2 separate regions of the Macaca mulatta genome follow, and region 2 is linked to region 1. Evidence: chromatin contacts called from public Hi-C data. All regions are on one chromosome and are shown on one strand. The core of a region is the stretch at or near the end of the contact, and the rest is flanking DNA. Distances in the headings are between cores, read along the strand shown.

Region 1 (5,955 bases), core at 165-2,664:
GGTTCGAGCAATTCTTGTGCCTCAGCTTGCCGAGTAGCTGGAACTACAGGCGTGCACCACCGCGCCTGGTTAATTTTTGTATTTTTAGTGGATTGGATTTCACCATTTCGGCCAGGCTGGTCCCGAACTCCTGCTCTCAGGTGATCTGCCTGCCTCGGCCTCTCAAAGTGCTGGGATTACAGGCATAAACCACCACACCAGACCTCCCTGGTCTTCTTAAAGTGAATCAATCCGAATTCCTGTAATCCATGTAACTGCTTTGAGTGACTCTGGAACCCTCTTTGAAGCCCCCACAAATACCTAAAAGAGGAGCAGGAGCGCTACAACACATTCCCCTAAACTGTGTTTCTAAGAACCATCCAACTACCTGTGGAACCCTAAGGCCCCTTCCTCATCTCTTTACCAATATCCTGGCAATGGTTGTTTGAGCCTAGTTAATGACAGAAGCTCCAGCCAGATGCTGTTGGGGGTCCTCTACGAAAAGACACCGCCATTCCCGAGGGTGATACTGCAGCGGCCCAGTACTTGTGCGCATAGAAGCTAAGGGGAAATTGCCCTACCCTAAACTCCAGTGAAAAGCCCTTTGCAGTCCGACAGGCTTGCATTCACATCCCAGCAGTGTGGGGTTTGGACAAATTCCATAATCTGAGTCTGTTTCCTCTTCTAGAACGCGAGTCTATGAATTCCTGTCTACTGCCTGGAAGTGCCGCTGTCAGGACTGACTAAGATAATGTGTGTACTTTCGGTGCACAGGGGACGCTCAACACGTGCGAGCTTCCCTTGCAGAAAACCAAGAGATGAAAGGCTGGGGGCCGCCCCTGCCTTGACGTGCATCCCATACTCTCCGAGATCATCTCTCCCCAGCTAGCGCTTACTCCTGCCCAGGAACCAGATCCTGGGGCCTCCGGGTAGCTCCGGCTAAGGCGCGGGAAGCAGAGGGGGCCAGCGCCCCCAGAGGAGGAGGTTGGGGGGGAAGGAGGCCGCGCCTTTCCCCGCCCCGGGCCTCCCCCCGTCTTGCTCTCCCTCCCCGGACTACCTCCTCCCCCCGCGCGCATCCGGCGACGGGCACAGGATGTTCTTTCGCTCCCGTCCCCGCTCCGCCCCCGCTCTCACTTTCTCTTCGCTCCCCTCCCCCACTCGCGCCGCGCCCGGCGCCGGCACCTAATTTAACTCTTTCTCTCCCGCGCTCGTTGGCGCCTGTGCGCCTCCTGGGCGGGGGTCCCATCCTTCCCGCCCGCCCCCCAGGACGTGGAGCGAGGGGGCTGACCGGGAAGGGGCGGGCCTGAGCTGAGCGCTGGGCCCAGGTTCTCAGGATCCTTTAGCCCGCAGCTGGTGGAGAGGGCTCACCGGGATCCGGCACTCTAGAACCCCCGCTAGTTCACCCGGGTAAGGGTGGGGGTGGAGATGGGTACCCACACTCGAGACAGCTGCGCGCCCAAGAAAGGCGGCCAGGCGGGCTTAGATGCTGGCCCGGCGGGGGGCGAGTAGGGTCAAGGGCCACCAACCTCATCCTCCCCCCAGGTTCGGATGCGGAGGGGCCCAGGGCACCAGCAGAGGATGGAGAGAGGCCACGCCCCTCGGCGACGTCACTGATGTCAAGGCAACCGGGGGCGGGACGGTGGGCTACTGAAGGGCAGACCTCAGGGAATTGAGGCTGCCGGTGGCTCTGGGACGGGGTGGGGGTGGGGGTGGGGGCGCAGCAGGGGCGGGCTTTTCAATTTGCTTCAGTCAATGATGTCCAAAAAACGGAGTGAGGGTCAGCTTCTGTTCGCTCTTTGATTCAACAGGCATTTATTGAGCGTTATGCTTGGGGCTGTGCTTAGGCACTGGGATATTGCGTGCCATCCGAACCCTGCCAGTTGTTGTGAACTACGGTAGGGTGGCTCTGCGTCCCTGGAACGGACGTAATTATTAACAGTGCCCCTTTTCAAGTTTAAAGTGTCCCAGTATGGGCAGTAGTTAAGGAACACCTTTCTCCCAATTCAGAAAAGGCTCCAACCATACGGGGAAGGAATATAAACTATTGGGTACAACAGGCACTTTCCTGGTGCTTTGTATTCTCTGTAATTTTTGCCCCTCATTCTGCAAAACGAGTGTCACTAGCGGCTTTTACAGACGAAGAAACTGGCTCAGAGAGGTTAAGAGACTTACCCAGGGCCAAACAGCTAAGTGTTGGAACCAGGATCCAGACCCAAGTTTTATGTGCCCTCCAAAGTATTTCGTGCCTGCTTCTCAAAATAAGTAGATGATGTCAAATAAATAAAAGACACTGTCCCTGCCATTAAAAAGCCTACAGCCTATGGGAGAAGAGGTTTAAAATACTGCAGGACATAACTAAGCAATAAAACATAAAAAAGATTAGGTGGGGCACGGTAGCTCACTCCTGTAATCCCAGCACTTTGGGAGGCTGAGGCGGGTGGATCACCTGAGGTCAGGAGTTTGAGACCAGCCTGACCAATATGGTGAAACCCCGTCTCTACTAAAAATGCAAATATTAGCTGGGCGTGGTGGTGTTCAACTGAAGTCCCAGCTACTCGGGAGGCTCAGATAGGAGAATTGCTTGAACTGGGGAGGCAGAGGTTGCAATGAGCCGAGATCGCCCCACTGCACTCCACCCTGGGCGACAGAGCAAGACTCAATCTCAAAAAAAGAAAAAAAAAGGAAAAGATTAAAGGCAGCTCACAGGCTCAGAGGGAAGCCACTAGTTATGCCACTCTCCTTTCCACATTCTGCCCTCCTCTGTGGTTTTGTCTCTTACTGAACAGGGACTCCTAGCAGGCATCTGCCCTCATTCTGCTCTGCACCCAAGGTTTTGCAGTTGGTATTTGCCACAACCTTCCTGATATTAACTTGGATGTCGGCCTCTCCCTTCCCCACCAGCTCCCCACCTCCAGCCACCTAAGATTTTGGGGAAATGAAAAACAGTGGCCCTTCAAAACAAAAGGGCCCCAGTGAGCATTGGGAAGCCAATAGGCTTGATGGGACTGGGGAGACCAAGGCAGGAGAGAGAATTGGAACGGTGGAAAGGGAACACCACCAAATGGATGGGTCACTTGAGGAACATTTGCTGCCCTCCTGCTGTGCAGGAGGCACTGCACTCAACCCTGTGGCCTGGACATGCCATGAGTGAATTCAGGTCCCATCTCACAGAGAATACACAGCTTAGCTAGTGTACTCACTGTGCTTGGTTGAGGAGTCTGAAGTTGATAACATACACAATAAATGATGTTTGAGAAAGATTATTCCAGCAGGGTGTGTAGGAGGAAGGAAAAAGAAAGGACAGTGTAGCAGCTGCTGTGAGAATTTGGGCCAAAGGTGGAATCTATGGGGCTGGAGGGGAAAGGGTGAAGGAGAAAAGTAATGAACAAACAATATATTTTGAAATAAAAGCAACAAAGGGAAGAATTTGATAAGATATCAGACATAAGGATGATGAAGGAGAGAAAGTAGTTAAACATTAATCTACCTTTGCAGTGAGTTTCAGGACTGGGAGGGTCATGGTGGGCAATGGGGAGGAGCTGGTGTGAGGGACATGAATATGAGTTCAGTCACTTCTAGGCCATGTAAGGGCAGGTGTCCCGTAGGTGACTGGACTTGGAGATAGGGAAGTCCAGAAGAGCAGTGGGCTGCTGTCTGAGAGTGTCCCTGTCATAGCCTCGAGCAATCACTGACCTGGGATCACGGACAGATTTCAAGCATCAGGAAGAAGGTGGGAGTAGATGGCAGTGAAGGTGCCTCCCAACTGGGAGATGCAGTGTGCATTGGCTGGGTGAGAGCCTGTGTGGGAAGTGTGATGTATGTATGGGAAGGGGGTCCACGGCTCAGGCCTGTGTTGGCATCTTTAGCCACAGAGGGTGCCAGAGATGCCATCAGATGGCAGGAGGCCCAGGTAAGGCACTTCAGCAGCCTGAGGTCCCTCCCCTAGGCCCACCCTCAAAGGCCCTGGAGCCCAGGCCTATGCTGCCTGCCAGGGCCTTTCCCGGAACCACTCCTCCCCGCCTGCCCTGGCACTCTCCAGGCACAAAGCATCCCTCAGGGCACTGCGCAGCACCCCAGGAAGCTGGGACGTGGGGCAGGTCCCCATCCCCAGGAAGAGCCCTGCTCTGGGCTGCTGTCATCATCACAATGGCCCCACAAGATGCCAGGACACAGCATAGGGACAGCATAAGTCCCCAGTGGGGACCCCAAATGGGACCCCATTTCCCCTGCATAGAGGTGGAAGGAGGAGGTTTGTGGCTAGGTGGCAGGATTCCTGGGTCTTTATTGTGGTTTGGGGGTGGGGGCAGAAAAGCAGGGTCTCAGGCTTCAAAACACCACACCACCTGCCTGTTCCTCCCTCCGAGGAGGAAATCTTCAGGGGCCTTGTGGTTTTGAGGGGAGGGGGCAGGAAGAGACTCTGAACTCTGGGTCAGCTGAGGACAGAGATAGGGGAGATCCTCTTGCCCTATGTCCCACTTTTCTTCTAGGATCCTCTTCCTCGGCTCCCTACTCCGCCACTACCCCAGAACAAACTCCTACCTCTGTTTGCAACTAAGAGTTACATCCCCCATGCCAAGACCTTCCGAGGCGTCCCAGAGGGGTGAGGTTTGGGGAAAACAGAACATGTACACAGCAGCTGTGTGCCTGGCCACACCTGTCGGGTGGGGTGAGGAGAGTGCTCCTCCCAGGTGGGCAGAGCCTGCTGCGCTCAGGCTGGGGGCTGGGAGACGCTTTAATACAGGGGCTAGATGGCAGAGAGATGCGCGAACCGGCCACGTGGAGGTCCAGCGCGGTAGGCTCGGGCGCAAGCAGAGGAGCGGGCCGTACGCTCGCCCCTCCCGTTCCAGGGAGCCGCCGAGTGCCGGGTCGTCGCTGACCGCAGGCTGCAAGAGCGGTTGATCTGGTGAGCGAGCACACCCACTTACCCAGCTGCTGAGTCAGGCTGTTCTCGCTCGCGCTCGCCCGCCCGCCCGCCCGCTCGGGACATTGTGTTCCAGCCCCGGCGCGCTGGCAGCGGGCCCAGGCGCTCACACCAGCCTCCTCGCCCTGTTTGTGCTCGCGGCTTGCGCTCGGCGCGCAGCCTCCCGGCCGCCGCAACCATGCGATTGCACGCTGGGGCAGGGGCTGGCCAGCAACCTCCGGGGTGCGCGTGGGCCCCGCAGCCCTGCCCACTCACCGGCCTTGGAGCACCCAGGCCTAGCCATCCCCCATTTGCCCCTGGTTGGGTACCCCAGGCTTGGGTGGCGCCTGGATTAGCACAGCTGGGGGAGGGAGCAGGTGTGGGGAGCTCTACGAGCAGAAGGAGCCACCCAGGCTGCCGCCAGCGCTCTCCAGCGCTCAGTCCGTGCCTCTCCAGCGCTCAGTCCAGGAGGCAAGAGGAGGATAGCTGGAGCTCGCCAGCCCCAGACTTGCGAGACCTGGGACGCAGTCATGTGACAACGGAAGCCCGTGTTGAGGGGGCCAATTCAAGCAATCCCCAGGAGGAGCCTCCCCTTTCCTAGCCTCCCTTCCCTGATCCTTCACAGCAGCCTGGAACACGGAGACTCCAGGGATTCCCGGGGCTGGCAAACCAAGCCCAGCCCTTTTGGACGGTTTGGGAAATCCCTGGCAGGACGCCGGGAGTAGGGAGAGCCCAGACACTGGCGGGTGGGTGTGGACGACAGGGTGGAAGAAGGGCAAGGCCAAGGAAGACGACCCCAAGCTGACCCTGGAATCTGACCCTTCCCTGTGTTTAGCTCCAAACCCCCGGTTTATTCAGAGCCACGTTTTCTCCTTACCCATCCTTCTGTGGAAAGACATCACTAAGTGCTGGTCCTAAAGATCCCACTGTCTCCAAACCAGGGAGGGGACAAAACATTTATATAGCACGTCTGCCATGAGGAAGGCTCTGTGTTGGGTCCTGCTAGAGAATGTCACTATGAGGTTAAGACACAGTCCTGAAGTCCTTTGTTCTCTCTCCTTCCCACCTTCACAGTT
Region 2 (5,958 bases), core at 1,903-4,402, 130 kb after region 1:
GTGGAGTGGGGAAATAGAGGAACAAGGAAAACTTCATCAATTGAGCAAAAGTTGTTTTAAAAAATAAGAAAACACTGGCCGGGCGTGGTGGCTCACGCCTATAATCCCAGCACTTTGGGAGGCCAAGGCAGGCAGATCATGAGGTCAGGAGATCGAGACCATCCTGGCTAACATGGTGAAACCCTGTCTCTACTAAAAATACAAAAAATTAGCTGGGCGTGGTGGCAGGCGCCTGTAAGTAACTCGGGAGGCTGAGGCAGGAGAATGACGTGAACCCGGGAGGCAGAGGTTGTAGTGAGCCGAGATCGCACCACTGCTCACCAGACAGAGCGAGACTGTCTCAAAAAAAAAAAAAAGAAAAAGAAAAAGAAAACATCGTGTGAAAAACCTAAGACAAGAATAAAACCACTCATGTCAGTGATTACAAAAAATATGAATGGGGTAAAGTCACCTATTAAAGGAAAAAGGTCTTATAAAGTGAGAACAACAATAATGTCTAGCTACATGTTCTTTATAAATGAAACACCAAAAATGTACCAAAAATTGAAAATAGAGGAAAGATTACATCTGCCCATATTGAGATCTGATGGAGCTGTGAGACTTTACATTTTTGTTTTTCATATGCTTTTGAAGTATTTATGAATGTCCTGGGATGTAAGTCCAGGAACAGAGAGCAAATTCTTGGAACCACTTTATTATATGTTTTCACAAAATAATGTCATAACGGTACTTGGTCTAAAGTGGCCAGTGTTTATTCTTTCAAATACTTTGGATTTATGTAATTTCTTTCTTCCAAAAAGGTATCTTCAAGTCTTCAGGTAGAATAAAAATCATAGTAGAAAATAAGTCTTTCTGGCCAGCCATGGTGGCTCATGCTTGTAATCCCAACACTTCGGGAAGCCAAGGTGGGAGGATTGCTTGAGGCCAGGAGTATGAGACCAGCCTGGCAACATGGTGAGACCCCATTCTTAACAACAACAACAACAAAATAGCCAGGCGTGGTGGTGTGTGCCTGTAGTCCCAGCTACTAGGGAGGCTGAGGAAAGAGAATAGCTTGAGTCCACGAGTGTGAGGCTGCAATGAGCCATGATCACACCACTGCACTCCAGGCTGGGCAACAGAGTGAGACCCCCAACTCAAAACAAAAAAATAAAGAGGCTGGGCACAGTGGCTCACACCTGTAATCCCAGCACTTTGGGAGGCCGAGGCAGGAGGATCACTTGAGGTCAGGAGTTCAAGACCAGCCTGGCCAACATGGCGAAACCCTGTCTCTACTAAAAACACAAAAATTAGCTGGGCATGGTGGTCCCAGCTACTCGGGAGTCCGAGTCACGAGAATTCCTTGAACTCAGGAGGCAGAGGTTGCAGTAAGTGGAGGTTGTAGTGAGGCAAGATCACACCACTACACTCCAGTCTGGGCAACAGAACGAAACTCTGTCTCAAAAAAAGAAAAAAAAACAGTCTTCTGTTGCTACTGCTGCTGCTGCTGTTGTTACAAAAAAAAAAAAAAAATTCCAGCCAGTTGGTCATTTATTTTAGAATAGTATTAAAAAACAAAGGTTCCATGTCAATATAGAATTTGTATAGCTTCCTAGAATTTATTAAAATAGGAATACTAATAGAGTCAAAAAGGAAAATTTATATAAATTAGTGAAAATTACCACCCTGTCCTTAATGCCCTATTTTAAGATTAGTCACTAAATAAATATTTACTTGCTGGCCCTGAACTCTGTGCTGGGTATTGTGAGGCACAAAAGAAGTACAAGATACTGCCTTTGCCTACTAAGAATTTTATTCATACTTTGACAGCTTTCTGTGTTGAGCCATTAAATGTTTTCTTACACAGAGCTCTCAAACATGTTTAATCTGGTATAATTTACCACTAGGTGGAGGAAAATAATTACAGCTAACATTCATGTAGTTCATCTCTGTATATCCACACTTTACGATAGCGTTTTCACATGATAGACACCCTAACATATGAATGAATGAATGAATGAATGAATATCAGGTGCTAGATTAAAAGCTGTAATTCAGTATCTAATTTAATCCTCTCCACAATTATCATTTAGCTAGTATATTATGCACATTCTATCAGTGAAGAAACTGAGCTTCAAATCACTTTAATTACCTTGCCCAAAGTCATAATCAAAGTGCCAGAATGGGACTGGAATCCAGGTCTAACGCAAGTGCTATAGTGGTGTGAAGGGAAGACTGGTAAGGGCTGGTGTTCGTGGAGAATTTGTTGCTAGATGTGTACTTCTTGTTTAGACTAAGGAAAAGAAATCATTTGCATAAATGTTACTCAGTTCCAGGAGCCAGGTTTCATGCGTGTTAGCATCTAGCATCTGTCCGTCAGTTCCAGAAGCAATCTTACAGTGGTGTGTGTTCATCCTAAATAATACAAAACGGTGCAGAGGAGGAAGGGGGACAGTTTAGGGGAAATCTGACCACCATGCATGATGGAAGTGTTTCTCTTATTCTCCTGCTTTTAGAAAGCCATCTCTGCTTGCTTTTTCAGGGGGTTATTAAGATCCTACTCTCTTGGATACCATGCTCTATTAGGCAGGAGACACAGGCAGAGAGAAGCTCACTTGGCATGAATTAACCAACAGAGAAAACCTTTGCTCAGTGGGAGTAACCTGTCACAACCTGGTTTTCTCTGGCCACATAACCAGTCTTGTCTAGTAGTAATGCCATTACAACATTCCCATTCAGATCCCCATGACCCAGTAATTGTTTTGAGAATGAGTGCAAAGCTATCAGACACCAACTACTATAATTAGAAAAGGAAAAATAGACACTTACCAGAGCTAATGTCTTTAGGCTGGAGCATTTACAGCTTTTTGGGTTTTTTTTGTTTTTTAAGTTATGGAGCCTCTTTCTCAGTTTTGCTTCCTAAAATACAAATTGCATGGTTTAGGGGTTCTTGCATTTCATTTTTGTTACTGCTGTGCACTCTCTTTCCTTTTTTCCCCCCTATTTTAATCGGAGTACAAATTGCTGTCAGCACATCGAGTTCATGTGCCAGCCACATTCAGAACAGGGTGTTCTGTGCTCTTCAAAACAAAATTGCTCTAGGGCAGTAAGAGAACAATAAGTCAGAGCTCCAGTTTAAGTGATGTTTTGCAGCTCGCTTGATGTGGTTACACTCCGATTGCGCAGCTAAGCTTGGGTAATTTGGTTTGGTTTGAGTTTGTGGGGATTTGGAGGACCTCCCTCCCCCTTTAAGTTACATAGTCTTTAAGTCAGGAAAAAAACGTTGTCTCTTTTTAACTTGTTTATTTCTTTCTCTACCAAAAAAGCCCTAAGTAGAAGCATCCTGTATGTACTTTTATTCTCTTTGGGCACGTCATAGATGATTTACTTCCCGTAAATCATGCTGCTTGGGATTAGCAACAGACCTCCTGAGCCCTAGAGGCTGCACTCCCAGTGAGTCATGATGGTTATTATTAAATATTTATTAAGTTAGTATTTGCACTAAAAGATGCCAGGTCAAAAAGCAACCACAGGTCTTCCACAGCCAGAGCTGCCATGGTTTTTGTTTTGTTTTGGCTTTTTTGGTAGCAGTTTTAAAGATAACATTAAAAAGAATAAGTGGAGCTATAGGAACTAGTCACATCTGCATCTGTTACCGCAAGTGGGGCCCCTGACTGTGGCAATCAGCAGTCTTTCGTGGCTCCAAGTAGTATGTGAGTTCTTGTCAGCAGTCTTGTAGAACTTGTCACATCAGTGTTCCAAGTTTAGAAACCAGTTAACCCAGCAATGCCCTTTGCTGCTTGTAGATGTAGAGAATCAATGGGCTGTATTCACCATGAGGCTGTGATACCTCCTTTTACTCTGACATTCCGAATATTATCAGTATTACAAAGTGATGGTTTTGGTTTTTTTATATAAACTGGGGTGTATGTATCTGGATGTGTATCCGTTTAAGATTTTATAGTACTACAGGGTCCAATTTTGAAGGGTTAGATTTACCAGGAAGAAGAAAAAAAAGATTAGTCCACATGTAAAGTAGAAAATATTTATAAGAGCTACCACAAATGTTTACTGTCCTATTACAGCATCAGACACTAGTTCTGTCATTTATTGTCTCTCTGAGAAAGACGAGCTACAATGAATGTTTTGCTTTCTTAATTATGCCTTTGTTACAGTTTGACTTTTTTTTTTGGCACAGTTACTTCATTTATCTTTCCCAACATGTTTATTAGTAGCCAGTCTTTTTCCCTCACTAATGATGGGTTATCACATCTAAAGAGAACTTCTGAGATTGCTTATATAATTTTAATATCAAGTACATACATCAAGCTGAAAAACAGCCTAGGAAACTAACGCACAGGCAGGAATCCTTGCAGAGTCTCTGGATTTCCTGTTTTGAAAACATTCAAACTCGATCAACCAAAAGCCACAACAAATGTACTGATAATTTCCTCCCCCACTAAATGTACTCTCCTTAAGGGAGGAAGATGATACTTCCAACAATAAACTTCAGACAAAAAAAATCTGTCAACTAAGTTGTGAGCTACTAGGACAATAAATCTCTATGCTTGAGACATTCCACAATACGTGAGCTGAAATTTACTTTGCTCAGCAAATCTTTTTTTTTTTTAAATGAAAAATGTTATTAGTCTAAATTTCTTGGGCAGAGTTTTAAATATTTAGAACTCGTAACCTCTTTAGAAACATCCATTTTTACTCCAGTAAAAATATCTTTTTTTTTTTTAATGGAGACAGGGTCTCACTCTGTCACCCAGGCTGGATTGCAGTTCCCGCAATAATAACTCAATGCAGCCTCGAACTCCTAGGTTCAAGCAGTCCTCCCACCTCAGCCTCCTGAGTAGGTGGGACTTACAGGTGTGCGTCACCACCCTCAGCAAATTCAATAAAAATATCTTAAACCTCAGACTCCTTGTAGAACCTCTCTAGTATGCATGTACAGTCATATGCTGCGTAACATTTTGTTTAACAGCAGATTGCACATCGGACAGTGGTCCTATGAAATTATAATTCCTTATTTTTACTCTACTTTCTCAATGTTTAGATATGCAAATACTTATCATCGTGTTACAGTTACCTACCATATTCAGTACAGTAACATGCTATACCGATTTGTAGCCCAGGAGCAATACGCTATACCACTTAGCCTAGGTTATAGTAGGCTGCTCCATCTTGATTTGTGTAAGAACATTCTAAGATGCTCCCACAATGATGAGAATACCTGATGACACATCTCTCAGAATGTATCCCCATCCTTAAGTGAAGCATGACTGTATTTGAAAATTTTAAAGTTGAATTTATTTTTTAAATGTTTTCCAATCCAGAATGAACTTTCAATTTGCCACAAGTTAATTTTATCTAGAGCATTCTAAAAGTAAGTATAACAGAAGGAATTACCAGCATTTATGACTATGGGACATAAACTAAAATGCCGTATGCCAGCTCTACCCAGACACTCCAGCTCTAGCCCTTGTTTGGAGGAGCTGACTCAAGAGTTAGGCCCTTTCTAGTTTGACCCAAGTTTCCTAGACCCCATTTTGTGTCTGCAAGGGGAACACGTCAAGGTGGTATTAATACTGGTGAGTTAAAAAAGGATAGTGAGTACTCACTTCGGCAGTACATATTTGGAACAATACAGAGAAGATTTAGCAAATCAAAAGGAAGAAGAAAAGGTTAGAAAGCTTTAGAGCATAAATGTCCTGTGGACATTCTGGCACCTAGTGTCTACACCATTCCTGTTCATTTTTCAGTTTTTCTCATTTCTCAGACCTGGGCTAGAGGTAATTCAATTAAATGATTAACTGCAGGAATTCGATTTGAAGCTGGTTTCTGGGCTATATTGATATTGAGAGTGATATTACCAGGTCATAGAATCATAGAATTTTAGAGCTTCATTGAGATCATGTAGTTCAAAAGTAGAATGAGTTAGATTTGAATTTTTATTTGGAAGATAATAGTTAT

The links. Hi-C and Micro-C count contacts between places; a contact is called where the count stands out from the background.
Region 2: a Hi-C map of CD4 T cells shows a contact between it and region 1, with 6 times the contacts expected there. The contact joins the enhancer-like site here to the promoter of FKBP5 in region 1. A contact is called at or near these places in 6 of 14 Hi-C or Micro-C datasets (CD4 T cells, blood, cortical neurons and 2 more).

Annotation. Positions count from the first base shown.
Region 1 is chr4:146,536,667-146,542,621 of T2T-MMU8v2.0, forward strand. FKBP5 (FKBP prolyl isomerase 5) reads left to right here and starts at 1,415. Exons shown (of 13, transcript XM_078000277.1): 1 at 1,415-1,484.
Region 2 is chr4:146,668,124-146,674,081 of T2T-MMU8v2.0, forward strand. All of the region lies in intron 7 of FKBP5 (FKBP prolyl isomerase 5), which reads left to right. Among named protein-coding and RNA genes, the nearest start is that of TULP1, 91 kb to the right of the region's middle. Within about 2 kb of position 3,153, at least 16 of the 40 cell types and tissues checked have an H3K27ac peak or open chromatin away from gene starts, as enhancers often do. A contact at or near this core is called in CD4 T cells, blood and liver, where this site is marked.